2 separate regions of the Gossypium hirsutum genome follow, and region 2 is linked to region 1. The links are chromatin contacts, called in public Hi-C maps. All regions are on one chromosome and are shown on one strand. The core of a region is the stretch at or near the end of the contact, and the rest is flanking DNA. Distances in the headings are between cores, read along the strand shown. Region 1 has its middle 9.8 kb from the start of LOC107896952. Region 2 holds the start of LOC107896950 (a long non-coding RNA gene).

Region 1 (7,229 bases), core at 1,294-3,793:
GTGTCGCAATACCATTCCACAATACTCACATGGTAGAATTAGAAATAGCAAACATTATTACATTCTTGAGGAAGTCCAGAATACCAGCTGCTTGGAGAGAGATGTCAATAAATTCCCGTCGCACTCTGTCATATGCTTTCTAAAAGTTAATTTTCACTGCCATCCACTTTTTCCTGTTCTATTTACCTTTCATGGAATGAGTTGCTTCCTGTGCTATGATAACATTATCTTTGAAGCTCATCATCATAATGAAATCAGCTTGCTCTTGAGCTATGATCTTAGGAAAAATAAGGTTAAAACGGTTAGTGATTACCTCCATAGCCAACTTGTAAAAAATAGAGCGCAAACTAATAGGCCAAAATTGAGTGAAACTCTCAAGGCTAGCTACCTTGGGAATAAGCACAATCAAAGTATTATTCAACTCTAGATTACTAACTTCTCCAGCAAAAATCTTTTTGACCCAAGCACAAATATTAGCACCAACTACCTCCCATTGATTCTAAAAAAAGAAAGCATGAACCTGTCACTACCTGGGGCCTTCAAATGGGCCATATCAAAAAGTGTCTTTTTTATTTCCTCATTGGAGAACTCTCTACCCAAAAACTCAATATTAGAGACAACAAGCTGAGGAGAAGAATTTGTAGGTAGATCACTAATAAGCTTCGAAACATCCCCATATAATTTTTGAAAGAAATCAACTACTTCAAATTTTAGTATTTATGGATCAAATATCCAATAACCATCAAGATTACGCAAAGTAGTGATTTTGTTGCACTTCCTCCTCTAAGCCTACGTTTGTGAAAAAACTTAGTATTCTGATCCCCAAACTTAAGCTAATCACATCTAGCTTTTTGCTTCCATAAAAGTTCCTCATGATGAAGAACTGTCTCCAATCTTTTCCCGTATATGTATTTCCAACTAAAATAAGTGATCCAAGCTAGAAAATTCCATTGCCCTTTGAATATCCGCCAACTTATTAATCAACTGTTTTTTATGAGTCTTAAAGTGCCTGTATACCGATTTATTCCAATCTTTGACGCCATAAGTAAAATTGGATAAAGAATATGACATACTCCCATTGAAACACTACTTGCTTTGAACAAAAGCCACAAAATTTGGATGTTCAACCCACCTAGCTAAGAACCTCAAAGGCCTTCTTTAGACATGGTGAATTCTGGATTTAACGAAAGGAGAGGTTTATGATCAGAGTTAATTCACAGAAGATGAGTAACCATACTGTTGGGAAATGGTTTCAACCAAGTATCATTACCAATGGCTCGATCTAACCTTTCAAGAATACCACTTTTCTGCTAAGTGAAAGAAGAACCCTTGAAACCCAAATCATGCAACTCAGCCGAATCAACAGATTCTCTGAAAAAAGGACATATCCTCCTACTAGAACGCCCACCTTTCTTTTCATTTATGGATAAAATAACATTGAAATTTCCAATAGCCACCCAAGGATCTGATTTGGATGGAATTAAAGATTTCAAAGCCTCCTAAAGAAATTTGCGTTTCTGTTTATCAAGACTGCCATAAACAAATGAAATAAAAAATAAACTTTGAAGGGATACCACATGATACCCGTACTAAAATAAATTGAGGGTGATTTCAAGCCACATCCACTTGAATCGAGTCCTTCCAACCTATCCAAATACCCCCAGAATATCCAATCGCTTCCACCCGGTCGGAACACTAGAAACCCAACTTAGTAGTAATAGAGTCTGTGTTGTCTCCACTCACTCTCGGTTCAAGAAGGCCAACAATATCTGGTTTATACTCTATGTTATACTCATGAAAATACGAGGAAATTAACACTAGCACACCCTTGACAATTCCCAGAAAAAAAGATAAGTTCATAATAAAAACACAAAATAGGAGAATACCAACCTTAACTACCAATTACTGTAGAATCTGCCAAGCTATTCTCTACTTTCTTGGAGCCACTATCCCTACCTTCAATTGCCAATTGAGAAGCAATAAGCTCAACCATAAAGTTCATTGAGTCAGATAAAGGAACTCGAGAACTTCCTGACATCTTAAACTGACTCCCACGGCTACCTAGAGATTTGTTAAGTTTCTTCCCTCTCTAACAAAATTAAATTTTCCACCCGCACCTCTCCCTTTGAAACTCAAGTCGTCTTTTTCACCATTAGTAAGACTCCCACTAATGGTTACACTTTTGTTATTCGATTGTAAATTTTCTTTAAAAATTAATGCCAAATGTTTGTTAGGATCTAAACCACCTTTGCTCATTGAAATACCAACCTTCACCAACCCTTCGAACATTGGATTAAAGTGGGAAATAATTCCAGTAGTGTTGTCTTCAACTATGTTTGTACCATCAATATCAGCCGAATTTTTATGGGATTATGTTAATCAAAGCCTAAAACCATTCGTTCTTTCTTTTTAACCCAATAGAGTTTGGGTCACCGAATTTTGGCCTGCTGGCACAATTAACTCTCCTTGGTCCCCCCTAGACCTGTCCACTGATTGCCTACTTGGGCCCTTTGATGAGCTACCAGCTTCCTTTGTTACCATACTACTACCCACCTCATAAGATCCCCCACTCAGGCCCACCAATCCAACATTCCTTCGTTGGCCCACCTGAACTGTCTTTTCATTACCCCCCAAATTTATCCAAAAACTTGTCTGTTAGATTTTGCCTAAAACCCTAAGGAATCCCTACCCATAGGTTCTTTTCCTTTATTTCAGGCCTCCTTAGATTTCTTAATCTCTTGACTGAAATCCCCTTTTTTCTTATCAGTCGAAATCAAAGCCATAAATCGGGATCCCATAGCCTTGTTCTCCTGATTAACCATTCTTGAATTTTGCAAATTACTTGATTTTCGCCTGGATTTCTTCTCAACAACCATCCAAGGCCCGTAAACCGCTATTCTTATTGACACGCCAACCTCCGTCATAACCATATCAGACGATGGCATTTGATTTTTCGGTGAAACTAAATTCCCTACTATGGTGCATGACTCCTTCAGTTGTCCATACCGGCCACAAGTGAAGCAAACCATCAGTAAGGATTCATACTCAATGTTTTGGAGATTACCATTTATCAACACATGTGAAACTAAAGGTTTATCCAAATGAACATATACCACCATACAGGCAAAACGACCCCTCGAACCTTTATCCATATTAAAATCCAATTTAGCGACTCTCCCTACCATTTCTCCTATCTCCATAGAACTTTTTTCATGTACAAATGCCCTAGGAGGCCTGGTGATTTGACACAAGTCATTACAACGTTAGGGTAAGGTTGTGCAGGATTGAAGTCTATAGTCCAAGGTTACGTAGCCAAGTATTGGTCATAAATGACCCATGGCCCTTGAGAAATCACTTTGTCGAAATCCTTTTCATCCTGAAAATTTGCCAAATAGTACCCATTCTCAATGTCCATCAGCTGGAACAGCAGGGAAGGCTTCCAGAGACTATGAACCCTATTTTGTAGAGCCACATATCCTATACTCCTCCCCAAGAGTTTTAGCACCATCGTAGTGGACCAAGAGTTTTATCACCATCGTAGTGGACAAATCCTTGATGAGAAGTTGATTAACCTTATCTGAGAATTCAATTGAAGGAATTCCATTAACCGTAGATTTCTTGATATCCCTGTTGGAGAGATTGAAATCATCGTCCCCTTCTTTTTCCAAGATATTCAGTTACCTTCTTCAAATTTGAAAAGCCTTTTCCCAAAAGTCAATCTTTCCACAAGAGGTTCAGATCAGATGACATATCCATATCCTCAACAACATCAGATCCCGCTTGCTGCTTCTTAAATCTCACCTTCTTGGTGCGTCGATCTTCAATAGCACGTTCGTCAATCCTATCCATTTCATAGACAGAGCTTGACATCGTAGAGACAGAAAAGATGCTTGTTTGGTACATATTTTAAGGTTAGAAGGCAAACCTATTAAAGTATAGAAAAGTGAGATTTTTATCAAAAGTAAAAATACATGATAAAAAAAGGAGTATACGAAAAACGCATACCAAATTAATGTAATTTTTTTCCTTTTTTGAATTATGTACCACTAATCTTATATGTAGATGAGATTAATAATTAAACTAATTTGTTATATTTCCCCTTAATAATTAGTTTTAATTATTATGTGGTAAAATATAGTTGAGGTTAATAATATATATGTATTTAATGTCAAATTTTACTTTTTTTTACTAGTCTGAGTGGTTTAAAACTGAGAGGTTTTTTGCTAATAAGTTTAATTTTGGAATTTTAGAATGAAGGTTAATGTAGAATTTGAGCAAAAAAAAAAAAAGAGGTTAATCTAGAAAAGAAAACAATAACATTCAAATACCGATGTTGCAATCTATTGGTGGCGTTAACTATTTAATAAGAGAATATCCATATTCCCAATATACAGAATTCTCTAAAATCATTTACTCCTTTTGTTTTGACATTCAACCATACAAAACAAAAAGTCCTTACGTGACTTTCAAATGTATACATAGTTATTTTACATTATGATTAACATGTATTCATTATTGATATGTTCTTATTTTATTTTATATGCCACATCAGTAACTAATTAAAATATTATAAAAAGTAAAAAAATATAAAATTATAAAAATTCAAAAATATTAAAAATTGTAAAAAAAATTAAAAAAACTTGAATACAATCTTATTCCTTATCAGCCATACCTGAATATATAAATTCAAAGCAATCAATATACATTACAAAGAAACTTGATCATGTGGATTAATGAAGTTGAGTGCCTTTGACTCAGTCACACCATCTTGGGCCAAGCACTGCAGATTTCACTTTCTCTTGCAAAATCAACATTTCATTTTTCTTCCAAATGGCCCATATCCCTATAAGTTTATATCATTGATAACAAAAATAAGCAAAGCAGATGCACCGTAAATTTTTACAATTTTAAGTGCTGATCCTGGAATTCAGTGTCCGTAGAAAAAATTCCACACTAGAATAATTGATGTCTACCATATGTCAATCACGGCGGCCATAGTGACTATGATTTTCCTAAGAGTGGAGAAAGAAATCAAGGCCCGTCGACTAGCTTTGTTGAAAAACACAAATGGGATGAAATTTTGTGGTTTATGATTCATGGATGGGACCCAAAAATATAGGATACATTAAGCACTAAGCAGCTATATTGTTGAAAAACACAAATGGGATCAAACTTTTGTGGTTTATGATTGGTGAATGGAACTCAAAAGTATATTGTGCAGTAAGCACTAAGCAGTTATCTATGTAGCCCTTAATCCCCTTAAAAAAAATCACTAAGTACCCCTATCAGATCAAAGCTTCCAAACATCGGCTAAAACCCAACATGGGGTGTAAGATGATCCCTGTGCTGTCAATGTTGAAGCTGATCTCCATGCAGCTGGTATGAAGCAAGTGCAGCTGGAAGCTGGCCATGCAAGCTCGTGACAAGCATGCAGCAACCTTGGTTTTGTGTTGCTGTTAGATTTGAACTAATATTTTGTTCATTTTGAAGTCTAGTTTGCTATAAGCTTTTTGATTGATGTAATTTGATGTTCATGGAGCTGTTAACCAGCTTTGTGTTAATGTACAAGTTAAGTTTTTGTTATTTGGAAAGCTTAGTGGAAGTAGGTGTATGTTTTGGTAGAAATTTGACTTGTAAGTTTTTTTTTTATTTTGATATATGTAATGGCAATCTGCCTATGATGAATGTATGAAAAAATAAAATTCTTTTTTCATCAATACTCTCAACTATTCTTCATGCTCCTTCTTTCTTTGCTTTAGTTCTGTTCTTGTTTTCCTTCCAATTTCTGCTCTTAAAGCTTGAACTTGAAGCATTTTTTCCTTCATTCTTTACCCGGGTATATTACGTTGCTGCTGGTGCTCTGTTTGCAACTCTTCTTTGCCCGGTTAAAGTACTCTCAAACTCCAACAGTCAATACTTGTTCTACTGTTATCACTTTCGCTACTCTTACCTCTATCTTCAACCACAAACACCCACTTAATTGGTAAGCACACCTAAAACATTCTTAATTACTTATATATACAGATATCTATTTGGTTTATTTTTTAGTGATTTGTTTTTATTGTTGGGGTTACTACTATAGGAAAGAAGATGAAGCAAAAGATTCGGAGAAATCTGATAGGTGTACGCCCAGGAAGAGGTGGTCATCCAGGAGGTGGTGCACCCGGCCATGATCGTGGCCGTGCTGCTGCTGATAATATCCAAACCCAGGGCCATAATTAATGCTCAGTAGGCCGTATTTGTATTGTATATCTACTTTTGTATTTCGTATCAAAATGAACTCTCATGAGGAAAACAAAGTTTGAACCTTAGAGAATATTTTACGCACCTCTAAATCATTATATTTTAATAATATATTTTACTTTTCTTGTTTCTATTTTCCTAAGGTTTTTATACATCTTCAATACACAATAGAAAAGTTATTTATATAGACACCTAATAGGTGTATCTTTCTATAAGATAACCTTTCATAAAGGATATATCTTTTAATGAGATGTCCTTTTATAGGATTGTGTTATTTTACAAAAAACCTTTACATAAAGTTATATTTTTATAATATAACTTTATGTATAAAATATACGTCGTTACAACACAACTATTTGATCAATAATTATAATTTATTAGACTTTTCTACATAATAAAATATTATTACGACCAACATTATAAACTACTAACAACCCCCTAGTTTAAAATGCTAGTAACTTACTTTATAGTCTTTCACACAAACAAATATTATGTATACAAGATGATATCTCTTGATTTGAACCATCAATTAGCGGATGTTCTTTGGATTTCTAATGAGGTTGTAGGTGTTCGAAGATTGAACCATAACTCTTAGTATTAGGAGCGAAAGTACATCACATATAATATTTATTTATATTTCTGTCAAAGGTTGTTCACTTTTAGTACTAATATTATCATGTGCTTATCTTGCTCATAATAAATATTTACAAGAGAGACGGCACCCCTACTTGTTGAAGCGAAATCACTTCTTATGTTTATATAGGTAGAGTTCCTCTAATGTCTCCATTGCTTTAGACATTTAAATAATAAACAATAAACTAAATTAGGAGTACTCAAACTCATGCTCTATATGCAATGGACTGCACTAGTTTCCATTAAACTTATTTTAAAATGAGTTTTATTAATGCATCATAGACAAATAACGATAACTTGTTTTTAACCATTGAACTTTAAAATTAGAGGTTACTAATTAAAGGTTGGGTTCT
Region 2 (7,282 bases), core at 4,333-6,832, 370 kb before region 1:
TAGCCATTTACAACCTACGAGTGATCTGTCCTAGGGAACTAGCACCAACTCCTATGTCTTATTACAAATTAAAGCATTAAGGTCATCATGAACTGTCACTTGCCATTCTAGAATGCCCATAGCTTCATGAATAATTGTCAGAGTGACAGAGCTAATGGTAGCCACTTACGTTTTCAATTTGAAAATCCCAACCTCACTCTTTATGACCATCGGATGAGTATTACCAACTACAGGCTGAAGGGCCAAGGCAAAATTGGAGACCTACGGTGTACTAGGAAAAGAATCACTGTTACGAGTAGAGAAAACCACATCAACAGGCCTCAAACTTTCAGTATGACTAGAACCAACATCAAATTGTGAAGATACTATATCATCAGTATTGGTGGACACTTGTACTATGAAGGTGGGACCAGACACGAGAACCAGGACTGGAAGAGTGGTAACCAAAGGGAGACTTTCTGAAGGAATAGTAGGAGTTGGCAATATGGACTTGACATTGAGATAACAATTCAACATAAGCTTAATATATTGTAACTATTTGTAGCATAATCATAACCAGCTAAGCTAACTATTTCAACTTATTCCCATCTTCAATATTTTGCAACTTCTCTACAGTTGCTAATAAAGAAAATTGCTTAATTTAATTAATTCCTCCTTTTTCTTTTAGTTAATTGAAACAAATTGACCCACAAAGCAAATATCATAGTCAATATCCTCCTGCCCCTCATTCGCCTCCACCACTAACTCACCATCCTCCTCTTGCAACAAATTGAACTAAGAATCCATATAAAGAACAAAATTAAAAAAAAAAAAAAAAAAAAACTACTTGAGAAGCAATACTAAATGTAGCTAACCCATTTTGCCCGGGCCCACTTAATTTATTTACAATAAATAAATAAGGCAAATAAATAAACCCAAATAAGTTAAAATAGAGTCCAAAATTAAAATAGCCCAAATCGTCCACTTACAACCTTCAATAAATACCAAACTTATACTAACCCAAATATAAAAAACAAATCCAACCCAATTACATTTGGCCTAATACCCGAACAGCCCAAACATATACTTAAGCTCAAAGACCAGGACAATACCCAAAATCCCTAGCCCAATTTATAAAAGGCCCAAACCCGAAAGGAATCTCAGCAGCCGAGAACACCAGAAGCTTCTGGAACATGCCAGAACAGTGCCAGGGGTCGGGCTCCCACGAGCAGTTTCCCCGCACGGCCTCTTTCACGTGCGCCTCTCCCCACTCCTCTGTACGGCCGTTTCTACAAAAGAATACAAAAGAGTAGAATGTGCAAAATGACAGTAGGAAAATATTTTACTTTTTGTTCTTTACTCTGTAAATTTAGGCTATAAAAGGCCATCACTTGTACTCTGTATTTTTTACGCACACTATACGCATACCAATCAAATAGAGAGAAATCAATCAAGATTTAGAGGTGATCTCCGATTTAAGTTTTTTTTAGTTTTTTCCTTTATTCGATTTATTTTCTTGAATGATTCATGGTTGGATCTATTTTTGATTTTAAAAAAAAAAAAGAAGGTAAAGAAAAACCTTACCGTGCAAACAGGCCATGGATTTCTTCTCCTTTCTTCGTTGAAATCTAAGCTGAGGAAAGATTTCAGGGTTGAAATTCCTCCAGACTCGAAGAGCACCATCTGGTGGAGATGAATCGGCGATTAGGAAGGGGGATTAGGGATTTGAAAAATGAACAGAAAGGAGTCATGTTGATTCGGCTGATTTAGTCCATATAAAGGACTGGAAGCGGCGTCGTTTTGACCAACTTTAATGGTCTAAATACGACGCCGTATGGTGGCTATCACCCGATGACCCGACCCACGCATGGCCAAGATCCGCGTGTTAGGTCTGGGAGGGATATTTTCACCTTAAGTCCTTTTATTTTGCGTTATAGTTTAATTGGGTTTTATTTGTTTTTTTTTCCTTTGTGTTTAATTTATCCCTGTAATTTGCGAGTGAAGTCAGTTTAATCCACACCTAAGTGCTGCGTTTTGGGATCGAGAATATTGCCAGATTTGATCCCTAAGTATTCACATGCGTGGCATGCTGGTCCTTTTTAATTTCAAGTGACTTAAATTTCCCCTTTATTTTAATTCAATTTTAATTAAGTTTGTATTTGTATGACTTATTATTTTAAAATTCATTTAACACTTTTATTTATGTGTTGATTTTTTTTATTTTGTATGATTATATCAAAGTTTTTTTCATATCACAAAATTTTAACATTTGACATAGTAATTGATTCAAATTTCTTATATACTCATACTTATATTATTGAATCTTCTACTCATTATGAATTTTGAAAATCCATTTAGTTTTTTATATGTGTGTCAAATTATTTTAATACCTTATTTTATAAAATCATTTTCTTGAGATTTGTATCTATATTATATTATTTTAACTATTTACATAGAGTTTTGTTTAAATATTATTTGTGTATATTTGTACATATATTATTTTAATGGAATTTTTATTTAAAATATTCGTTGTTTTAAGATTCATCTAATGTTTTTTATGTATATGTAAAATTATTTAGGAATTTCATTTTTGTATTTATAAAATTATTATTTTAGAATTCTTCTTTATATTATGTTATTCTAATATTTTATATAGTATCTCATTTAAATGTTTTTATGTATAATGGTATGTATACAATTTATAGACTAACTTAATTTTATATGCATTATTAATTTCACGCTATTTTTACAAATAATTATTCCTAAATATATCTATATATGCATGTTTTGTGAATCTATTATGTGTATTATATCTTATCATGTATTTTTATTATTCTTTCATATTTTATATATTATTTAAGTTATCGTGTATATTGTCAATTTTTAAATAAATTTATGTTTAAAATATTTTGCATTTTATTTGATTCAAACATTTTATTCTATAATATTTATTTCAATAATTATATATCCCTAGTTTTTATGCAAATTTGTCAACTTATATATTATGTATATTATGTGTTCATTAATTCATCATTATTTTGAAAATGTCTTATACCACATTGACTTCTAATTTCCATTTTATTTTGTACATGTTTTGGGGATTGTTTTATATTGTGCCATATTTGTTGTTGTTGTATATTGTTTATTCATTGTTTTATTTGTTATATCAATTGTTCTCCATCCATGATTAAGAATTTGGTTACATTTTACATAGAATAGTTGTATTTAATTGTTGGATTTATTAATTGTGGTTTATTGTACTTTATGTGTGCATATTATCTCATGTTTATTAATCATTTTCTATACGAATGTTTCGTTACAATACATTAAGTATTTCATCTTATTTTAAAACAAATAAATGTGTTTTGAACTAATTTCCAATTTTTCTTATCAGTCAAAAATTCTGAAATAAGGCAATATCCAATATTTGGGAATTCGGGAAATCGTGCACTACCGTGCTGGGTATGATTTTTTCGTTGGACTAAATATTTGGATATCCTTTTATAATTTTAGCGTATGAGCTTTTGAAAGTCAAAAATCAATCGTATTTTGGAAGGTATGAAGGATCGTGTCCAATCGTGCTTGATATGACGCTGCATATCTTTGAAACGAGAGAATTTTAACGACCAACTTGAACTACTCAAACATTTTAAAAAGAACCATACTTCGAAAGATCCTTTTTAAAATCTTTGATATAAGGATAGCATTGAATCAATTTGGTAATAGTTTCTGGGCGTAATAAGGGTGCTAACCCTTCCTCATGCGTAACCAACTCCCGAACCCATTTTTTAATTTTACGTGAACCAAAATTGTTTTAAGTGGAACAAAACGTTTTAGTAGGTGACCCAATCACACCTAAACAAAGAGATTGGTGACGACTCCACATGTTGGTTAAAAGTCGATTTCTGTTTTTTTCTTTCAAATAACAAATGGTTTCGACACTAAACATGTACCAAGTACATGACCAAACTTGCACATCTAGTAGACAAACAGAAACCCAAGCAGCAAGACAATTGCTTAATTTAATTAATTCTTCTTTTTTCTTTTAGTTAATTGAAACAACTATTAAATCTTCTTTTTTTAAGCATTTGGCAATTACTAGACTCAATTATACAACATATGGAGTAAAATTCTCACTTCTCACTTCAGACGCTTCCGTTTAAATTTAATCAACACATATTATGTAATTTGAAATGGTTCAGGCTTAAGACGTGGGACTGATCAAATCATATTATAGATTCATAATATATGTGTGGAGAACCAGTTCTCATTTCATAGGAAAAAGGAAAACAGAGACTTGGAAACGAATTTTCAAATTTTTCAGATTTAAAAAAAAAAAAACCTTCAAATATAATGAAAATTTTCAACTTGTTTAGTTAAAATAATATGGTATAAAAAATTTTTTTTTGGGGGGGGGGGGTGGGGGGGTTTACCAATGTTTTTCAGTTTTCGAGCTTTGAAGGTATTTTCGCTAATTCGTCAACTATTCGGTCCTATAATTGAAAGCTCAATTGGTAAAAAAAAAAATACGTTTTTGATATTTTTATAATTTTATTATAAGTTTTATATTTCTATTTTTTTTAAATTTTTATGATACATATAAAAGATTAAATCTAGAGTTCTCACTTGTTTGTCAGCTGATTTTAATCATCAAAACCATGAACAGATGAACTCAATTGAATTTTTAGATTAACAATAAAAACTCAATTAATTTTAAATTAAGTCCAAAGACTTGATTGATTTTTTTCTTTAAAAAGCATTTTAGATTATAACACAAAACGTTTTTTTTATAATATTTTTAATGAGATGTTAAGGAAGTGATGCTATGTGATTATTTGGAAGAAGTATATTTTTAAATTTAAAGATTTTAAAATTGTTAGTAGTTTGTGGACTGAGTCTTAATTTAGTTGGCATTGTTATTTTTGTCAACATGCTAAAGTATGCTTTTTTCTCATATTTAAAAGTTGCAGAAGGATTAATGGTAATTCTATTCATTCTATAAAAAAAAGATTAGCATTTTAGAATCCACCAATTCAAAATGTTAACAATTGTAATTGTTTTAAGAAAAATTAAGTTATTAGAATTTTAAAATTTTAAAATAATTATATAAAAAATATAAAATATAAAAATATCCAATATGGATATTATTAGATTAAAAACTTATAAATATTTTTAATATTTAAAAATTTAGGAGTAATAGTCAACACTGTTAAAATTTTCTACTAAACTCACTAGTATGACATTTTAAAATAAAATAAAAAATTACTTTGTAGTCATGTAACAATAAAAATAATATTCAATCAAATTGTAAAAGTAGATGAATCAAATTAAATATAAATTAAAGTGTATAAGTTAAATCTTACAATTTTACCATTATATAGGAGTTAAATTTAAATTTTGACCATTATCTTATAACATAAAAACACAAAAGGCAAATCCCAAAAAAAAAACGTGTCAACTGGGCTAATTAATAACATAAAATATATAGATTAAATATCAAATTTAATTATATTAAAAAAAACAAACGAAACATATGGTTGTGTGCCACATGTCAGGAGGAAAGTTCTTTGGACCTTCCTTTTATATATAGGTGTATAGATATCAAACAAGATGACGTATGTCAAAAGCGATGCTTCATTTAAAGTTAGACACTTGATGAAATAAATGATCATATCGTTGATTTGCTTAAGAGATGGAAGGAATATTGATCTCGAAACCCTCTATGCTAGTTGTGTGACATTTCTTATTCGATTCGATAATAAATATGAGTAAGAGATGTCACATTCAAACATCTGAGACATTTTATGACTTTCATATATTATTCTAACATTATCAATACCTCATATAAAACTTTCTAAACTATTTTCAAAATTCGAGTATGAAGCCATTACATTTGGACTGTCGTGAGTTGGAGCCCTTAATGTAGTTATTCTGTTATAAATGCTTATAATTTTTCGAACAGATAGATTAATAAAATTGTATAGTTAAATTATTATCTTTCGTATTTCATCCTCATCATTTTCCACAGAAAGCGAGAAAAAACTAAGCAATTATTGGCTCATAGATTACTTAATATTTAACTAATACAAAGTTGGATCATGGGGATGAATTATGATGTGATAATACAACTTATACTAATAGGTTATCATAATACTTCATATTTTGAGAAATTAAAATTAACAATTGATTTAAGGGACAATTATATTGTTTATCAAGTCCAATTGGTGAGATAACTTAAGTAGCCTATAACGAAAAGTTATTAATTATATTTTATTAAATAAAAAGGATGTAAGTTGAAATATTATTTCAATTAAATTTATAGTTATTTCAATAAAAAATATCTTAAGTTGCCATTGAAAACATGGATTGAATTGTTGGTGTTACATTACCACCAAGAGAATGAAATCAATCAAAACAATTTACCATTAAAAACTTGTTCAACTAATTTTTAAATTTCAATCTTGGAATTTAAGTAGCTTCGTTTTATTTATTGATAAAATATAAATATAATTAAAATTTTAATATAAATATAATTTTATTTTGAGATAAATATCAAAATTATATATGAATTTTGATTCATTATATAATGTCATATATGAACTTTGATTTTATGTGATTTTATAAACGAATTTTTTATTTGATTCAATAGTTCACAAATCAGGAACAATTTAGTGACTTAAATGAAAATTTTTAAATAATTTAGTGATAATGTTATAATTTTGTTGAAAATGAATGATGAAAATATAATCTTATGTGGGTGTAATTTAACTAAAAGTAAACTATATATGTGAAAAGGTTCCAAAAATATGGATTACCCCGGTAATAAAACTTAGGTAAGGTTGGTAGAAAATAGTGATGGAAATAAATAAGAACATTTAAAATTGATGAGCATGGGAAGAAAACGAGTGACCAAGAGAAAACGCGGTTTTGTTTTTTTTCTTTTTTCTTTTGTATTTTGTATTTTTCCTCAAATTTGAAAAGAATATTAAGGATTATTATGATGTATAAGTGCATAGATTTGTAGAATCGATCATGTTTAAATTTTTTATTTTTATTTTATTTTTCGATACTTATTTTAAGATTCGTTTTTATTATTGTATCTTATATCAATATTATTTACAAAATTTAAATCCGTGTAGTGAAATGTATCGTGCAATAACTATTATTAAGTAATAATAAGCTTATTATAATAAAATCAATGAGTTTTCAACGAGGAATTGTTAATAGTAAAAATAATAATAATATGTTTTATTGACTTCCAAAGTCTTGTTTCTCCTCCAAAATAAATAAAGTCGGATGAAGC

What was found. A called contact is a pair of places that touch in the nucleus more often than the background predicts.
Region 2: a Hi-C map of hypocotyl shows a contact between it and region 1, with 3 times the contacts expected there. The contact joins two enhancer-like sites. A contact is called at or near these places in 10 of 34 Hi-C or Micro-C datasets (callus, hypocotyl, leaf and 1 more).

What each region holds. Positions count from the first base shown.
Region 1 is chrA10:74,812,380-74,819,608 of Gossypium_hirsutum_v2.1, reverse strand. No RefSeq gene overlaps it. Among protein-coding and RNA genes, the nearest start is that of LOC107896952, 9.8 kb to the right of the region's middle. Within about 2 kb of position 2,543, at least 8 of the 9 cell types and tissues checked have an H3K27ac peak or open chromatin away from gene starts, as enhancers often do. A contact at or near this core is called in hypocotyl, where this site is marked.
Region 2 is chrA10:75,181,196-75,188,477 of Gossypium_hirsutum_v2.1, reverse strand. It overlaps LOC107896950 (a long non-coding RNA gene), which reads right to left and starts at 2,268. Exons shown (of 2, transcript XR_001683964.2): 1 at 1,564-2,268; 2 at 920-1,268. Within about 2 kb of position 5,582, at least 1 of the 9 cell types and tissues checked has an H3K27ac peak or open chromatin away from gene starts, as enhancers often do. A contact at or near this core is called in hypocotyl, where this site is marked.